3 separate regions of the Mus musculus genome follow, and all the other regions are linked to region 3. A link is a contact called in public ChIA-PET and HiChIP or PLAC-seq data. All regions are on one chromosome and are shown on one strand. Each heading gives the region's core, a stretch centred on a gene start, on an enhancer-like site or on the middle of the called end of the contact. The rest is flanking DNA. Distances are from core to core; before and after follow the strand shown.

The links. ChIA-PET counts read pairs in DNA pulled down with a chosen protein or histone mark. HiChIP or PLAC-seq counts read pairs in DNA pulled down with a chosen protein or histone mark.
Region 1: an H3K27ac HiChIP or PLAC-seq map of epiblast stem cells shows a contact between it and region 3. The contact joins two enhancer-like sites. A contact is called at or near these places in 1 of 15 datasets of contacts at CTCF or cohesin (stem cell-derived epiblast-like cells), 7 of 484 Hi-C or Micro-C datasets (cerebral cortex, embryonic stem cells and nephron progenitors) and 9 of 115 datasets of contacts at active chromatin or transcription factors (bone marrow-derived macrophages, embryonic stem cells, epiblast stem cells and 2 more).
Region 2: a contact with region 3 is called in an RNA polymerase II ChIA-PET map of memory CD8 T cells, with 33 read pairs. The contact joins two enhancer-like sites. A contact is called at or near these places in 3 of 484 Hi-C or Micro-C datasets (bone marrow-derived macrophages, large pre-B cells and nephron progenitors), 9 of 115 datasets of contacts at active chromatin or transcription factors (the HPC-7 cell line, astrocytes, bone marrow-derived macrophages and 6 more) and 1 of 9 other capture datasets (embryonic stem cells).

What each region holds. Positions count from the first base shown.
Region 1 is chr5:118,432,907-118,437,332 of GRCm38.p6, forward strand. No RefSeq gene overlaps it. Among named protein-coding and RNA genes, the nearest start is that of Gm30657, 22 kb to the left of the region's middle. RefSeq lists cis regulatory regions at 1-4,426, 1-4,426 and enhancers at 964-2,148, 1,745-3,127, 3,138-4,426. Within about 2 kb of position 2,590, at least 35 of the 459 cell types and tissues checked have an H3K27ac peak or open chromatin away from gene starts, as enhancers often do. A contact at or near this core is called in epiblast stem cells and stem cell-derived epiblast-like cells, where this site is marked.
Region 2 is chr5:118,373,623-118,377,617 of GRCm38.p6, forward strand. It overlaps Gm30604 (a long non-coding RNA gene), which reads right to left. Exons shown (of 6, transcript XR_878721.1): 3 at 3,975-3,995; 4 at 2,800-2,915; 5 at 337-887. Among named protein-coding and RNA genes, the nearest start is that of Gm30604, 5.3 kb to the right of the region's middle. Within about 2 kb of position 2,594, at least 91 of the 459 cell types and tissues checked have an H3K27ac peak or open chromatin away from gene starts, as enhancers often do. A contact at or near this core is called in the HPC-7 cell line, bone marrow-derived macrophages and memory CD8 T cells, where this site is marked.
Region 3 is chr5:118,590,177-118,594,108 of GRCm38.p6, forward strand. Med13l (mediator complex subunit 13-like) reads left to right here. Exons shown (of 31, transcript NM_172424.4): 2 at 3,157-3,394. Among named protein-coding and RNA genes, the nearest start is that of Med13l, 31 kb to the left of the region's middle. Within about 2 kb of position 1,850, at least 80 of the 459 cell types and tissues checked have an H3K27ac peak or open chromatin away from gene starts, as enhancers often do. A contact at or near this core is called in the HPC-7 cell line, bone marrow-derived macrophages, epiblast stem cells and 2 more, where this site is marked.

The sequences.
Region 1 (4,426 bases), core at 1,340-3,839, 160 kb before region 3:
GACCTCAGGCAGGGAGGAAGGTACATGCAGAGTGGATGCGTCAAAACTGATTCTTAGAGGTGAGGTCTGGATTTGAACCCAGATGTCCTGGCAGCTGGGCTGAGTTATGATGTAGACAGGAGTGGAGGAAGGATGAAGGTGGGGTGACATCAGGCTACTTCTGCAGGGCAGAGAGACCCATCACAGAGGTCCATGGTTTGTTTGGGTCCAGATCCTTCAGGCTGGGGCTCACTCAGCCTGGCAGAGCTGCATTGAGAGATGACCTTCCTTTCTTTTGGACACTCTACCTCCCAGGTGGTTTCTTTGTTTCCATTTTACAGATGGGATTGTGATGTTCAGCCTTGGAAGAAGTCTACAGAAAGCCAGGAGTAGCAGTTGCCCACATGACAATCTCCAATGCCAACCCCCCACCCCACCCCAGTGTTTCCTAGCCCAGCCCAGTCTTTGCTCAGAAACACATCTTGAATCCTGGAGCTTCCTGGTCTCTAACCCTATCTCTGACACCCAAACACCATGCTTTCACAATTGCCCAAAGAGACTCCAGTAAACCCCTGGGGCATCTCCATCAGCCAAACCAACCCCTAGCCCTCCCACTAGACAAAGAGGCTTCTCAGCTGAGTGTTAGCAAAGGTACCTTCAGGCAAGAGGGTTCCTCTGTGCCCCGGTATCTCACCCTGAGCTTTGTGCCTGTAGGACCGGAATCCTCCACTTCCAGCCATCTCTCTGACATTTTTTCCTGTCCTTCTCCATAAAAAGCCATTTATAGACTTTTGTTCTGTAATATCCTAACTTTGGAGTCACAAGAGGGGCAGACAACTGAGTTAAGAGGTTGCTCTTGGTTCTTTATCCAGACGCCAGGCTCTGGACCCTGTAGGTGGCGCAGGCAGTCTGTGGTTTTTTGTTACCTGCTTGTCACCTGAGGCAGAGAAGGAGGCTCCCAGGGGCATGAGAAATAGCCTCACTCTCTCCCAACAACTGTGCTTTGTCTTTCCTTCTTGGCTGTAAATATGAACATTATCAGTTTTTGATGTGTGTGTGCAGTGCATGTGGGTGTCCTCAGAGGCCAGACAAGGGTGTTGAGTCTCGTGGAGCTGGGTTAGAGGTGACCATGCTGGGAACTGAACCTAGATCCTCTACAAGAACAGTGAATGCTTTTAGCAACTGGATCTCTCTCTCTCTCTCTCTCTCTCTCTCTCTCTCTCTCTCTCTCTCCTCTCTCACATTTTCATTTTCTTTCTTTTTTTTTCTGGGCTGTGAATTTGTTTTTAAAAACTTACTTTTTTGTTTGGAGGGTGTTTTGTTTCTTTTTAAAATTTTTATTGGCTATTTTATTTACTTTGTTTACACATTTTAACTTTTGTGGGGTTTTTTAAAAAAAAGATTTATTTATTTTACGTATAGGAGTACACTGTAGCTATCTTCAGACACACCAGAAGAGGGCATCAGATCCCATGACAGATGGTTGTGAGCAACCATGTGGTTGCTGGGAATTGAACTCAGGACCTCTGGAAGAGTGTTCAGTGTTCTTACCCCTGAGCCATCTCTCCAGCCCTTGTGGGGTTTGGTTGGTTGGTTTGGTTTGGTTTGGTTTGGTTTTTGTTTTTTTAACTTTTGAGTTCTTTATTTATTTGTGTGTTCATGGAATGAGTATGTGAAGATCAGAGAACAACCTACCAGGAGCTGGTCCTTTCTCCCATTCAAAGATTCATATGTTCAAGCTCTCTCAGCTCTTCTGAGGCCTATCAAAGGAAGGACCAAACCTCAGGTTTGCTCTCTCATTGGATATAATGAAAGAAATTCACAGTATTTGTGAGGCTGAAGCAGGAGGCCCTTAAATTTAAGGCCAGCTTGGGCTATAGAAGTGAAACTCTGTCTCAAAAGAACAGTGGGGCGAGCGGTACATATCAGTGTAATTCTGCACTCTGAGGCAGGGGATCATAGCCTTGAGGCCAGTTTGAGCTACATAAGCGATTCAGTCCCGGCCCCTCCCCACCACCAGTTGAACAAAACAAAAGCAAATGAGGGGTGGTGGTGCATACTTTTGAGACGTGGAGGCATTAGAAAGAAGTTCAAGGCCAGTCTGGGCTAGCCTAAGCCAAAGGATACCTTTTCTCAAACAAATCAAACAACCAGCCCATAACTCAATCATATTAACAACCAATCAAATAAACAAACGTGCAATTGCCACTTTGAAGCTGAGGGTAGGAACCGCTGGGATGAGATCATTGGGCACCCAGGGTGTCTGATTACATTCCCAGAATGCACCAGATAACCACAAAGGAAAAGACAGATTTGGGGTGCGGGAGCTGGGCCCGTAGCTGTGGCCTTCCTATTGGAGTGTGCCCACAGCCCAGACTGCGCTCTCATTGAAGCCATTTCTAAGGCACTCCGCGAGATTTATTGAATGCCTAGTAAGTGGATTAGAGCCAAGTACTGGAAGGAAAGACGATTGGGTCCTGGGCCTTAGAGAGTGCATTTTCAGCCCTAGAGATAAAATTCTTCCTGTCCCCGGGAAGCTGGTGGGTGTGTAGGGAGCGGATAAACAGTGCCTGGAGGCGCAGGGAGGCCATTTGTAAGTAGCAGCAGGTGGGCAGGTGGGACTGAGCGGCTGCGGAGGCGGGAACACCGCTTGCTGAGCTTAGGGGGAGAGTGTGAAGAGATAAAACCCTGAGGTAGCCACAAACCCTCCGGTCTGCCAGTTCCTAAATTCTGTCCCTTTCTGCCCCAAAGCTCTACCTCAGCCAGGCCTGTTTCAGACGCAGGATAAACTTTGGGATTTCCCCTCAATAGAGGGGAGGGGAGTCCGAAAGGAGAAAGGTAGGGTGGAGGATTCCTGGAGAAACTTCATCTACATAACAAGGAGAAAGAGAAAGCATGGAGGGATGCCCCCAGGGTGGCGTTTAGAGCTTAAATTTAGGAAAGCGCCCAAGGATTGAATTCTGCCTGGCTGCACTGAAGGCACCATCATAGCCAGAAGAGACTTGTGGGCACCCGTAGCTTCTACATCACGTCTTTACACACACACACACACACACACACACACACACACACACACACACACACAATCTCTAGCTAAGCCGAAGAGAACTTGGCCTGTGGACTCTGCCTGTCATGCCAACATTCTGTGCCTCAGTTTTCTCATCTGTGGTGTCGTTGTTGTTAAGTGGTTCATAATCATACCGCAGAAACGGCAGGTTTGGGTGACAACCCTACAGAGTAGATGACAGGTGTCTTAGGCTCACTACTGCGGTGGTGGATCACCATGACCAAAGCAACCTGGGGAGCAAAGGATTTATGTGGCACTGTGCGGTCACTGAAGGAAGTCAAGACAGGAAGTCAAACGGGGCTTGAACCTGGAGACCGGACCTGATCCAGAGGCCATGAAGGGAATGCGGCTTATTGGCTTGTTCCTGATGGCTTGCTCAGCCTGCTTTCGTATAGAACTCAGGACCACCAGCCCAGGTGTGGTCCCCATCCACAATGAGCTGTCCCACCCCCATAATAACCATTAATTAAGGAGATGCCCTGCATAGAGGCTTGCACGCAGCCAGATCTTAGGAAGATGTTTTCTACCTGAGGTTCCCTCCTCTCAGATGACCCTAGCCTGTGTCAAGTTGACATAAACCCAACCTGCACAGTGGGTGATGCTGACTGTCACCTTGATCTTTGAAGGTCATTTCTCTGTTTGTTTGGTCTCCCGCTGCACCCCAGGACTCACGCTGTCAATAGTCACAGCCTCCCCAGCTCCAACCACTCACATCCCGTCAGCCCATTCTGTAAATCCGGAATGCCAGGTGGAGTCCACACTACACAGGAGGGCCCCGTCTTTCAATGGGCTCCTCCTGGTACTCCCAGTAAGCCACTTCCCTGGCTTCAGGCCCCTACCGGTGAAAGAAAAGCTCTGGCGCAGGCAGTTAGCCCAAGAGGTATGGGGGCTGCAGGGGGTAGATTTACATTTTAAAAGCCCGAGGAAGGCCGAGGCTAGAGCCTCCTCCCCACCTGCCCGGGAGCTGCCGGTAGAATGGCAGAGTAGAGGCCAGATGAAAACCTAGAGACAGACTTCCAGACTGGAACTGCGCCTGCTCAGTACCTACAGCGCGGCCGTACACCGGATCACTGCCCACCGTGCTTAAAATTAAAGAGGTCTAGACACTAGAGCCAACACCAGTTGTGTCCCCAAGTCATGGGAGTACACACCGCATTGACCTCTAGTTTGTAGGTAAGGACACTCCTCGAAGAAGTTAAGTGCCTTGCAGGTAAAACATACAGCCCCCAGGCTACCGGGGTGGGGCATGGGGGAGGGGCGCTGGACCAAAGCGGGAAGTTCTTTCTCAATTCTCTACCTGAGGTTCAGGCCTAGAGGCCCACTCAGAGGGATGGAATGTCTGATGTGGCATTCCCCAACTCTCCCCACAGCCCCCCTCCC
Region 2 (3,995 bases), core at 1,344-3,843, 220 kb before region 3:
ACGGTAGCGCTGCTGTATTATCAGTGGAGGGCGCAGACAGCTCCTGAGGGACCAAGTGAAAGTCTAGTCCCTAACTGCTCTCCAGTCCCCTGCAGCCAGCTTAGCGCTTAAAGAAAAAAAAAAAAAAAAAAAACTTGTTGAGTTTAGTTCAGTCGGCTCAGCCCAGCTTAGTTAATTGAGTTAAGGCGAGCTGAGCCAGTCTTTGTAACATCACCAGCTGGCTGGCCTGGAGGCGCTCCAAATGAAAGGTGCTGAGAATCCCACTCACGCTCCCCGCTCCCCGAGTGCTGCCTTGCTGCTGCAGGTGGGCTCAGGAGGGGGCAGGCCTCCGCTTACCTGACTTACCCTGATCCTGCTGGAGCCTCGGGAGCCCAGGCTGCTTTGTAAATAGAGCTGTTCTCTCTGGCCAGTCCGCTGCAGGAGGTTATTGAAATATCAGACAAAGTCAACGAAGAGGCCCTGGAAGAAACTGAGAATTTGGTCCATCTGGGTCTAGGGATTGACCGTGCCCTTCAGAGTGTGTCCAACCTGTGACCTGCAGGCCGCAGAGCTGCATATGTGTTTCCAACACGAAATTGTAATTTATTTTAGAATAGGGTGGGATTCTGCAACTGCGTGTGGGTGAGGTGTGTGTGTGTGTGTGTGTGGTATGTACATATGCATGTGACTGTGTGTTCCTGTGCATGTTCATGTGAGTACAGGTGCCTGAGTAGAAGTCAGGATAACCTTGGGGGTCAGTCCTTGCCTCCCGTCTTGTGTGAGGTAGATGGAGTCTCTTGCTTGCCGCTGTGTAGTCCAGCTCAGCTGACTCTGGGAATTCTCTCCTCTCACTTCAGAGCAGGCTGGGGTTACAGATGTGTGAAGCTGCATTCTGCTTTATGCGAGTTCTGGGGACATGTACAAAGCAAAGGCTTTATCTAGTAAGCCAGCTACCCAACTCAATTTTGTGTGTGTGTGTGTGTGTGTGTGTGTGTGTGTGTGTGTGTGTACGCGCATGCTCGCATATGTGTGTGCATGTGTGCACAAGCGCATGATTCAATTGCACAGCCCTCAAGTGTTAACTTTCTAGAGAATAGCATTGCATTGAAAAGTCAAAAGGTTGGACATGCAGCCAGGGCCTTGGGCTTGCCAAGGCTCTCACGATGTACTTAGCTGAGCCTTCGTCCAGTTTATTTACCTGATCAGATAGCCTAGCAAAGTGCTCAGCCAAATTCATTTAGCCCTGGGCCTGCCTGCCTGCCCGCCCCCCCCCCCTCTCTGTGTGTGTGTGTGTGTGTGTGTGTGTGTGTGTGTGTGTCTGTCATGTCTTCTCTTTCTCACTCTCTCTGTCTCTGTCTGTCTGTCTGTACACAATGCAGATAATAACAACTGGTGTCTAGTGTGTAGGCAGCAAGCTTCCTGGAGCACTGGGGACTCACAACGGGGTGGGCCCTAATAACCAGCTACACTGGGCATGGCAGAGAGCAGTCTTTGGAGCAAGAAGCCAGGGCAGGTATGCAGGTATGCAGGTATGCTGTTTGTAAACACTTCTGAGTGGAGGAAGCATGTGACTTCCGGCCAGTCTGAAGGAGGCACTGAGTGGGACTGGAAAGCAGGCTCTGGCTGCTTGGATCCTAGCTCCAGGCTGAGCCTCAGCTCCAGGCAGTAGCTACAGAGCCAGGCAAGATGCAGAGGTCTCCTCTGGCTTTGCTCCAGGTGCTGCCCCACTGAGGAAGATGTGGGTCTTAGGGTGATGCAGCAGGGAGAGCAGAGTGGGTGCAATCCCCACTCAGGGACCTGCAACCCCTGCACAGTTTTCCTAGGCAGAGGGCAGGAGGCTGGCAGGAGGAGGCTAGTAGTCTCACATTCACTGGGGACCCTTACTGTGTGGTGGTGAGCTCCAGAAAAAACAGCTCCCCGTTTTCAGACTTATCCTAGAGAGTTCTCTGCTTCTGTCTAAGTGTCTGCACAGACAAAAGAAATTCTGAACGTCCCCAAATAACCTGGGGGTCACTGGCCTCCTCCTCCCTGGCCTACCAGCTACAGATCTTCTTGTCTCCCCGTACTTTAGTATTTGTTCCCTCCCCTTCTGGGGGAACACACCAATCTTTGGGAGGGAGGGGGAGTCTCACCCTGTCTGTGTGGTTTGTCTAGACTTTGGCTGCAGCTAAAGGCCCAGGACCTCGTTCATTCCCCCCACCCCGGTCAGAGCCTATCAGAGCCCTCTGGCCCCAGCCCCTGGACTTTTGCAGTGAGCACCAGGAGAAAGAGAGATGTGCCCCGTGAGGCAATGTGTTCAACAGGTAGAGTTTCTATCTAAACAGGAAACCAGAACAAAGCAAATCCAAACCAAACAGATGCAGAGGGGATGTGTTCTAGACTTTTTCACTGAGGACCTGGATCCAGCCATGACGGAAGCTCTTCCGACCCTCCCTTCTGATGGAGACAGTCCCAACCATTTTGTATCTGGTGGGGGCTGGGAGGTGGGGGCGGTGCTTTTATGCCAGGATTGGGTCCTTTTGCAACTGAAACCTCGTGACTAATACACAGGTCCCTTAACCTTTGTAACTTCCTGTTTCCCCATCCACCAGGTTTCTCTGAAAATCTGTACATCATCCCTTTAACAAATCTAAAAAGCGGAGCCCTGAGGGGGTGTTGGTTATGAGAGCTTCTAGGCATTTTCTCAGTTGGGGTGTGTCTGTGTATGTGCACATGTGTGTATGGGTATGTGTGCACATGTGTGTATGTGCGCGTCTATACACATACGCTGGGGGTGGGTCAGAGATTGATGTTGGGGTATCGTTGTCTATCACATTTTACCTTGTGTTTAGAAACTCAGTCTCTCATTGAATCTGAGTTTGAGGTTTCATTGAGGCTGGCCGGCCAGCCACCTCCAGGGGTCAGCTCGTCTCTGTTCCTCTCCGCTGGGCCACTTGCTAGTTTTAAGGTAAACAAAACAAGGAGTGGTTAGTGTCAGTCTCACTTTATTGTACAAAAGAGGAAGAGTGTGACAGACAAATGTCTGTTACAAACAGGAATGGAGAAAGTGGAAGGAAGCCACATGCTAACCAGAAATACCAGGGGCATTGCAAGCAGTGACACCATGTTGGAGTTTACCGTTAGATTCAAGGGAGATGGCAAAACTCCTACTATGAACACTGGGTCAGAGCCAAGGTCATATATGTCACCAGCTTGGCAAGGCCATAGAAAACCTGTACAAGTGTGTGTGTGTGTGTGTTTGAGTGTGTGTATGTGACTACGTGTGATTGTATATAAGTGTGTGTATGTGACTACGTGTGATTGTGTATAAGTGAATGTATGTGTGTGTGTGAGACTGTGTGTAAGTGTGGTGAGTGTGTATGTTTGTGAATGTGTGTATGTGACTATGTGTAAGTGTGTGTGTTAAATATGTGGGGTAACTATATGTGTGTGAGTATATGTGACTGTGTGTAAGTGTTTGAGGTAAGTGTGAGTATATATGACTGTGTGCAAACACTTACACACAGTGTAAGTTAAGTGTGTGGGGTGACTGAATAAGTGTGTAGGATAGGGAGGGTGAATGTGTGTGACTGTAAGTGTGTGTGGTGAGTGTGTATGTTTGTGAGTGTGTGTATGAGACTGTATGAATGTGTGTCTAAGTGTGTGGGATAAGTATATGTGTATGTGACTGTGTGTAAGTGTGTAAATGTGTGGGGTGACTATATAAGTGTGTAGGGAAAGTGTATGTGTGTGTCTGTGTGTGTGTGTGTGTGTGTGTGTGTGTGTGTGGATGGATGAGTGTGTGTGTGCATATGACAGAAGGATTGGGGGAATGGTGGTTCAGAACTCTTAAGCAATCATTTGGGTTCCCAGCCAGCTTCGTGTGTGAGGCCATGTCTTCCCGGAAAGAACATTCTAGCAGCCATTGGTCTGCTCAGGAACACTGAAACCCGAAAGCCCCCTCCTTCCCTGTCACAGCTGCTGCACAGAATACCCGGGGGAGGGGGTTTTCTTACCTAATATTTCCCAAACCACTC
Region 3 (3,932 bases), core at 600-3,099:
TAAGGGATTGAACCTGTGGCCAGCCACCCATGCTCAGAGAGCTTTCTGCCCCTGCACTATTCCCAGGTCTCTGCTCGGCAGGTCTGGGCCTTTAGGCGACCTGCATCTCTAGGGCTGCACTTGTGCCACTAGGTTCAGGGCTGGTTCAAGACTTTGAAAAGAAAAGCTCGAGTGTTAGAGTTAGGCATTTGTCAGAAATGGGGGAAACAGGGCCAGTGAGATGGCTCAGCAGGTGAAAGGGCTTTCTGATGAGGTGAGAACCTAGGTCAATCCCTTGTACCCACATAGTAGAGAGAGCTGACTCCCACCCTGAGCACTTCTATACAGTAAATAAATGAAAGACTAAAAAAATAAAGAGGGGTTGGAGAGTTTTAGTGTCTCAGTAATCAGGAGCCCGTGTTGACTTTAGACCCAGGCTTGCTTGGTTTCATTTCTGAGGTTTCTTGCAAGGCCTGTTCCATTGCTCTGGGGCTGAGAGGAGGTGAGCAAAGACCGTTGCTCCACACTCATAGGAGATAGCAGCTGTGCTGGGACAGGGTGCTGGGTCTTCAGCTTTGCCCTTACTAGACACTGAGCCAAGATTGAAACCCCCACCTCACTTCCCCCACCCCCCCCATGTTGGCTTTATCATAGTCATCTGTTAGGTGTCAAGGCTTACCGAGGTAGACTTTTATAATACTTAATTTTAGCTTTAAAGTAAGGGAACCGAATGTTTTGAAATAATTGGAAGTTTCCCAGTTCCTTTGGTTGACTAGTTAGCCTGTGGCAGGCAGTGCTGTGTGGAGTTTACAGCACACTGTTGCATGGACAGCTTTGTGAAGAGCACAGCAGGTGACAGTGGCTTCCCTCTGCCACTGAGAGCAGGCACAGGAAGTTAGCGCAGAAGCTGGGGCTAGAGAGCAGTTTGGAGTCATCCAGATATTTTCCTGCCCAGCTGCGAGGGTGGGCACTACAGGTGAACGTGCTCCAGTGAGTCTCCGTGTGTCTCCGTGCATTGCTTTCCTGGGGACAGACTCAGCCAGGGTGCAGGTCTCTACTGTGCCCTTGTTTTCTACACTTACAGCATGGTCCCTGTCATAGTGATTTGTCCTGTGTCTTTGGCGCCCGTGCTCCCCTCCCCTCCCCCGCCCAGGGTTCTTGGGCGTAGGACAGTGTTCTTGCTTAAGTGATGAGTGTTCTCTGTATCTTCTCCAAATCGAACTACTCTGTTTTTACTTTATCTCCTTTGACACTTAGAAAATAATGCTAGGCTTTCTGATTAAAGCACAGAGATATTACTTTTATTAGAAGAAACATGGGGGCTTGAACAGAAAACTAGACAAGAGTGTAGGCATGGCAGTGAGAAGAGGGGAGCGCCAAGGAATCACTTCCTCAGCCAGGGAGAGCTCAGAGAGCTGGCCAGCTGTCCTCCTGTCAGGATTGTTTGCCTTGCCTCGCCTCAGATCCCCAGGCAGCATAGAAACGCAGGATTTGCATGCACCTAGGATGGTCTTTAAGATTACATTTGCCTGATGCAATGTAGATGCTATGTAAATACTGGGGATACCTTGTTGCTTAAGGAAAATATGCCAGGCATGGTATCCTGCACCTTTAGTCCCAGTACTTAGGAGGCAAGTGCAGCTTGCTTAATTGGAGCCCAGCTTGGCTTACACAGTAAGTTCAAGGCCAGCTAGGGCTACATAGTGAGACTCTGTCTTAAATACACGCACATACGTATGCTGTGTGTCAGCTGTTTAAGCACTTGGAGTTAGTCCCGGTTGGGTTGCAGATGGTTACTTTTCTGCCCTGTGGTGCTTCTGTTTTAAAGAATTTGTCCATAAGAATGACTGGCTTTGTGGGAGAGGAAATGAAGGGATGGGGGCACGTGGGCTGTTCGATACAGGACTGTGGTGAGTCAGCTTTGCTCTGGTCCAGTACATGGTCCCAGTTTGTAGCTACTAAGTAAGGAGCCCCGCTCTCTTTGTGATGTTCTGTCCAGTTCATCCAACCTAAGCTTCAGGAAATTCGAAAGTAGAAGTGTGTGAACTGCGCACAGAACACACGGCCTCTGCTTGCTTGTTTAAAGTTCCGTGCTAAGGAGGCAGGGCTCTGTGTAATGTGCCTTGGCTGCTGCCGGCTGCTGTGTTAGCAGCTACTTCCTGAGGAGCCTTTTAGCATGCTGTGCTGCCCTGGTGAAAACTCCCACCTCCTGAACTGGCTGCTGAGGTTGGGGCACAGGGTGAGGGAGTGGGAATTCCTCAGAATGTCTTCTACAAGGGGTCCAGATGTTTCAGATGGTGGATTTTCAGATTCAGGGCTGTTGACATATGTTTCTCTGGCTTGCTATCCCTAATGTGAAGTGAGCTCAAGTGCTTCCAAGTGTGGATTTAGAAGCAGTGTGAATTTCACGTTTTTGTGTTAGGAACAATCAACTTGGACTTTTGTTGTTGAGATGGTCCCTCTACATAGCCCTAGATGTCCTGAAACTTGGTTTATAGACTAGGCTGGCCTCAAACCCACAGAAGATCCACTGTTCCTGCCTCCTGAGTGCTGGGGTTTAAGGTGTGGGCCACTGTGCCTCAACAGTTATTTTAAAATCTTACTTGTTTTATTTATTTATAAAAGTATTTAAAAGTTTTTTTAGTATGTACAAGAGTTTTACTTGCATGTATGTGTGTTAACCAGGTCTGTCCTGTGCCCATAGACATGAAGAAGAAGGCACTGGCTTCTGGGGTCAGAGTTAAGAGGGGTTGTGAGCCACTGTGTGATGCTGGGAATCCAACTGTGGTCCCCTCCAAGAGCGCTGGTGCTCTTAGCTGCTGACTGATCAATCTCTTTGCCCTTATTTGGTTTTAAAATAAGTGTAATTTGTGAACTGAACAGCAAGTAATAATTGAAGATAATATTTAAAAATATGGGTACCTAATAAATGGTCAGGAGAATAAAAGTTTTTCAGCAGCACATAATGATTGCGAGCTTGTTTCATTTTGGTATTTAATATGATGTTTGTCCCGACAGCCTTCTGATGTGTGCTCTTCCTTTGAAGAGACCTTGTGGTGTGAAGTTTAATACAAATGCCTATTTTATCAGCTTTCCCTTCCTATAGGAATTTGCTTTTAGTGGTCTGTAAGTAAAAGGAAAAATCAAAACTATTGCAAATTTTTTGTCGTTTTCCAGGCTGAACTCACAGGAATCAAATGGCGTAGGTACAATTTTGGAGGGCACGGGGACTGTGGACCCATAATTTCAGCCCCAGCCCAAGATGATCCAATCCTGTTAAGTTTCATCCGCTGTCTGCAAGCCAACCTGCTGTGTGTATGGCGTCGTGATGTCAAGCCAGATTGCAAAGAGCTCTGGATATTCTGGTGGGGAGATGAACCCAACCTAGTGGGAGTAATACATCATGAACTGCAGGGTAAGGATTTTGTTTTTCTTTAAAAAATATTTGCATATGTTTTTTGAACAATTGTAAATTTTGGAATTTATATTTAGGAGTTGCTTAAAACAGATCCCAAGCAGGCAGTGGACAGTGTGTTTGTCAGAAGAATAGCCTCACTCCCCCACCTCCGCCCCCCACATTTCTCTTTCCTTAAACTCTCTTGTTCTTCCTTAGTCATGCTGAAAATTAGAACCTTGTAAGATCACCTTAAGTCCATTCTTTTATCATTTACAGACAGAGTCAACATATAGCCTTAAACTTGAAGCACTCCTTCTGGCTCAGCCTCTTGCCAACTGGGGTACAGGGGTTCACCACCCTGTCCTTCTGGCCTCTGAAATCATTACTGTTAGAGTACTGTGTACCCAGTGGGCAGTGTCTGGGAGGAGACAAGGCTCTGACCCTGCTTTTTTGTTTTGTTTTTGTTTTTGTTTTGTGTTTTGGCTTTTTCGAGACAGGGTTTCTCTATATATCCCTGGCTGTCCTGTAACTCACTTTGTAGACCAGGCTGGCCTTG